Linked DNA regions of Gossypium arboreum: region 2 is linked to region 1. A link is a contact called in public Hi-C data. All regions are on one chromosome and are shown on one strand. Each heading gives the region's core, a stretch centred on a gene start, on an enhancer-like site or on the middle of the called end of the contact. The rest is flanking DNA. Distances are from core to core; before and after follow the strand shown.

The links. A called contact is a pair of places that touch in the nucleus more often than the background predicts.
Region 2: a Hi-C map of leaf shows a contact between it and region 1, with 2.0 times the contacts expected there. The contact joins the promoter of LOC108465861 here to the promoter of LOC108468886 in region 1. A contact is called at or near these places in 2 of 5 Hi-C or Micro-C datasets (both in leaf).

What each region holds. Positions count from the first base shown.
Region 1 is chr8:13,481,845-13,484,544 of ASM2569848v2, reverse strand. LOC108468886 (transcription factor MYB114) reads left to right here and starts at 1,402. Exons shown (of 2, transcript XM_017769755.2): 1 at 1,402-1,628; 2 at 1,707-2,246. The coding sequence starts at 1,493. The coding sequence ends at 2,167. It overlaps LOC108468770 (probable glycosyltransferase At5g03795), which reads right to left. Exons shown (of 5, transcript XM_017769626.2): 5 at 2,147-2,700.
Region 2 is chr8:13,636,225-13,638,924 of ASM2569848v2, reverse strand. It overlaps LOC108465861 (2-oxoglutarate-Fe(II) type oxidoreductase hxnY-like), which reads left to right and starts at 1,332. Exons shown (of 11, transcript XM_053018456.1): 1 at 1,332-1,474; 2 at 1,662-1,854; 3 at 2,105-2,170; 4 at 2,276-2,327; 5 at 2,550-2,677. The coding sequence starts at 1,397.

The DNA.
Region 1 (2,700 bases), core at 153-2,652:
TCTCCATATTTTTGATTCGGCATCATTTTGTTGATTTTTGTTTTAATTTGGTCCTCTTCTGCTCATGCTCATTTCTATTTTTGGCTTTTTATAAAGTCAAAAATTCTAATGAGTCCTTGGCTTTCTCCATATTTTTTATTCGGCATCATTTTGTTGATTTTGTTTTAATTTGGTCCTCTTCTGCTCATTTTTATCTCTTAGCGTCCCAATTGCATTCCTGACAGGATTAAAACATAAAAAGTACTAATTAGTAGGGATCAAGTCAAAAATATACCGAATTAAACACAAAATAACATGCAAATTAATATGTTATCAGACCATTTCGTTGAAGAAATGTTCTCTTTTAGATACAAGTTTTGAAAAGTTAGGGCACTATGTTCGTGAAAATCAAACTCGAGTTAGTTTTGATTTGGCAGTGCACAAGTCGACTTGTTAATTCCCTGCACAGATTCGGCTTGGTTAATTTCCTGCATAGTTCAAGATAGGCCTGTGGTGGACTTTAACAAAGATGGCATTGTAGAAATATGAGTCAATGTGGATTTTTGTTGAGTATGTCTCATATTTCAATTAAATTTGAGAGATATTCTCCTAGTTAAACTCTGTTTATTTATTTCAGTCGAACTCTAATTAATTTAGATTATTTTATTATTTAACCTACGAATTTAGCCTATAAATAGGCTCCTTTACAACCTTAGAAAAACCCATTAAAATATTAGAACTCATAACACATTTGGAGAATTTTGTATTTACGTTTTGAGGGTTCTTTATTTTCGAGTTTCGGGGTTTAGTTTTTATCTCCATCTTTTGTACTCTTCGTTCGTTTGTCATTATAGTAAAATTATCTTTGCCAGTGGTTTTTTATCCTCTTTAGAGGGTTTTTTCACGTTAAATTTGTATATTTAATTTCTTAATTTCTTCCGTTATTTTTTTTTACTTGTTCGTTACTTAATCAAGTCAATCCCCAACAAATATTTTATTTATTTTTAATAATAAAACAGCTTTTGAGCCGGCTGGGTCTAAAACAGGCCTGAACTTTAAAAAAATTGAAACTAAGCTTTAGCCCGGCCCAACCTATTAATTTTAACCAAAATTGTATTTGCATGTAGTTGTTGAGAATTGGGTTTTGGTCCGGCCTGTCCAAAACTGAAACATCGGTCAGCTTTACCAAGTGAATCCAACTTATTTTACCATAACTCTTTTTGTTTTCTTTTTCAGAATGAATCAGAGAATAAAACAAACTAAAAATTCCACAAGGGTTGGTACTGCCACGTTGACAAAGTCCAAACAGAACTGGTAGTTGAGAGCGTATATGTTAGGCTTGCCAAGAAGGGTAGATATCTAGGACTCACTCACTGACCATTCAATTCTCTGCTTCATTAACCGCCAAACTCTCTCCATGTTTTTATACTCATTCACTTCCCTTCCCTTGTTTCTCACTAATCATCTCTGTCTTCCCTTCTCACTCTTTGCCTCTTCTCACTGTCGGCTAATAATGGCTCCAAAGAAGGATGGAGTGAGCAAAAGGGTTTTTAACAAAGGTTCTTGGACAGCTGAGGAAGATAGAAGATTGGCTAAATATATTGAGATTCATGGCGCAAAGAGATGGAAAACAATCGCCATTAAATCAGGTAATTTACTTTCTGTTGAAGAGAAACTCCATTTTTTGGAGCATTGGAATTAACGGGTTATTTTGTTTTGATGTATAGGTTTGAATCGATGCGGCAAGAGTTGCAGGTTGAGATGGTTGAACTACTTGAGACCTAACATTAAGAGAGGCAACATATCAGATGAAGAAGAGGACTTAATTATTAGGCTTCATAAACTGCTGGGGAACAGGTGGTCTTTGATTGCTGGGAGACTTCCAGGGCGAACAGACAATGAAATTAAGAACTACTGGAATTCCCATTTGAGCAAGAAAATAATAAACCATGATGTCAGAACAGAACAAACTTCCTCCTCGGAACAAATTGTGCCTCACAAAGCATGGGAAACTGTCCAGATGGAAGAAGAAGAGGTAGTAAAAGGAAGTGATGAAATTGAAAACTCTGAATTCAGCATTGATGTGGACGAATTCTTTGACTTCACAACGGAAGGTTGCTTTAGTTTGGATTGGGTGAATAAGTTCCTTGAACTTGATGATCAACAGGATCCATTAGCAATGGTATAATAAGTTTGTAATTAACATGTTTCCTTGGATAAATAAATAAAGAGATGTTCTGAGTCTAAATTTCTAGGCTATAACCAAATGTTTCTTGGCCTAACTTTTGAAGCGAAGAAAAAAACAACAATTATTGGTGTGTAGATTTCTTGAATCAATTTTCAGTTGATTTGCTCCAAGAATTTTGAGACCAAAAGGGTTTTAAAAGGTCAACGTCAAATATAATTGGTCGAGGTACTTAGCTACTGAAATTCACATATTTATGTGGTGTTTGAACTTTATTTATGTCATGATTGAGTCGAAGATATTTATATTTATACAGTTATTGATAATTTGTGTTTTACAAATTTTAACATGTTGGTATATTCATATCATGTCATATACACTCTGTATCAACAATACACATTCTGGCATAGCATCTGCCTTACTGTATCCAGCTCCAAACACTGATATCTGAACATGGGTGATGGGACCAGCTCCTTAGGCAATAAAAGCCTTCAAATAGTGTCAGCTGATGCCTTCTGCTTAGTCACTAGTTTTGG
Region 2 (2,700 bases), core at 83-2,582, 150 kb before region 1:
AAAGTATAAAGGAAGTGTGGTCAAACAATAAAATTTTCAAAACTACAATTAATTAGGACCAAAAAATGGAATTAAATTCCTTCATTTTTCGTGGTTAATAGATGATAAAGGATGGCGGCCGTTGATATGGGTTGCCGTGATGATGGCCCCTTTGTTTCAACGATGTGATTAGATTTGTACACGTGCCTTCTCTTTGAGCCAGACAGACAAAGACATTGGACAACGTTTTGTGTTTACATTTCTTTTAGGCCAGGCTAGGTGTCCTTTATGATCCTGTAACAATCTCTAAAAATATTAGAGAGATAGAATACTATTTTAGAAGTAAAAAATTAAAATTTAAAGGGACGAAAGTGATAAGATTAAAGATACAAGGTAAGTAGTTTAAGAATTTTACTTGATTTTATTTTATTTTCGTACAGAGTATGTTAAATAGTTGGATTAAATATGTTTGTGTAAATATTATGCATGAAATCAAATTAGTATATTAAAGTAATAGAAATAATGATTAAATTGTAAAGTAAACAAAATAAGTTATGTGAAGTGGAATACTAATATGAGATTACAAACGATGCATGTTGAAATAATGATTAGATTAAAAGTGATGGTGTTGATTACGGGTGAAGTCAGAGAATTTTTTTAGTCGGGACTAAAATTAAATTTTAACTTTTAACAATTTATATATTTATTATTTTTTAAAGGATTAAATTAATTTTTTATAATTTTTAAAGGGATAGAGTATAATTTTACTTTTACTAATTTAAATTTTCTAAAAGACTTTAATGAATAATTTTTTATTTTTGGGGTGAGGCCCTGCAAATTTTGGGGTGGGAACAAATAGAAATAGATTTATTCGAGTTATCCAATTTTACGATTTATTTTTAAAAAGTGTATAAAAAGTACATTAAAATTTTAGTCAACCATTAGTGAGTGATTCTAATTTGAATCGACAAGAGAAGAAAAAAAAAGAGCTTGAAGAACTAGATTGGCTTAACTAATCAAATTTGGAGTCACTTAAGGTATTAATTCATAATAAAAAGTCTGACTTGCTGATTCACTGAATTTATTGAATTTACTGTTAAATTGATTCAACTAGTAATTCGACTGATTTTTTATTTTTAATATTTATTAAATTTTATAATTTTTAATAATTTATTTAATTAAGCCCGAAATAAATAGATTAAAATTCATAATGTAATCAGATTGATTACGTATCAAAATCTAAAAACTATGAATGCGATATTAATGTTTTGACATAATACATATAAAAAAATTGTCATTTTCAATTGATTTAACAGTTATATTTAAAAATAAAAAATAAGAATAAAATGGACCAAATTGGGGTACAGGATTGAATTTCAAAGCGAAGTGAACAGCAGAAACCACGAAACAAAGAAAAATGTCTAACGCCCTTCAACTTCCGATCATTGACTTGGCCTCACCAGATCGCTTCTCCACCGCCAACTCTATCCGTAAGGTTCGTCTTTTTATTTCTTCTTTACCCTTTTACTTTGCCAATATTCAATCTTTAGGCAGTTTCAGTTCGGGTCTATTGATTGTAATATAAAGACACTGGTTTTAGAACCAAAGCAATCTCTTTTGCATGCAATTTGTAACTCTTTCCAAAAGAAAAAAAAGCTTTTAAACTTATGGGTTTTTAGCAGGCATGCATTGACCACGGTTTCTTTTACCTCGTGAATCATGGGGTCGATGAAGAATTGGTTAAGAAAGTTTTTGAGCAGAGTAGCAACTTCTTTTCATTCCCAATTGAAGAGAAGATGAAGTTAGCTATCAAGAATCACAGAGGTTATACAGCACTTTATGCTGAAAAACTTGATACTACTTTAACTACCAAAGGTATTTCTATCTATTTTAATTATTTAAACTTCCCTTTTCCTTTTCCTTTTTTTAATGTTTAACATTCTTCCTAAGTTGCATGTTCAATGACTATTTATCAACGACTTTGATTTGAGATGCTAGAGGGTTTATTCAAGATTTTCCAATACACCCATTTCAGTAGCGAAATTTTTCTTTCCTAATTCCTTTCTGGTTTACTGTAAAGATCATTTGAGGTCAGATTGATCACTTTCGATTGCTTGAACAACAGGTGACTCTAAAGAAACTTTCTATCTTGGTCCACTAGCTGATGGCCTCAATCAATGGCCTTTAGAAGGTATGTATGATTATCTTATTATACAAAACATCTTGTAGTAGTTTCTTCATATAAGAAGTTTAATTGAGTTATACTCAAGATGTCGTTTTGTCTTGGAAATTGCAGAAGATCTACCATCTTGGAGAAGCGCAATGGAGACTTATCATCAAAAAGTGCTGTGAGTCCCTGCTATTAGTTCACATATTGGTATTTATGGTTTCTGCAAAGAGTTTCTATTATAAATTTATAGATATACTCAACCTTTTTATAGATTCCTTTGTCATCCCAGTTCATAACTTACTTTGAAGTTCTGAATTCAACTCTATCTTGCTTGGAAAACTATACAATGACAGTCAGCCACCTGTGAAAGGTTTAAGTGGTGCTACATTTGCTTCCTTAGGTCTGCTGGGACTAAATTACTCTCCTTAATTGCCCTGTCCCTTAAATTAGATGAAGACTTCTTCTGGAAAGTGGGTGCCCTTAATGAACAAGTAGGAGTTATTCGTTTATTACATTATCCAGGCTCAGGTATGGTAGCACTACTTGGCTTC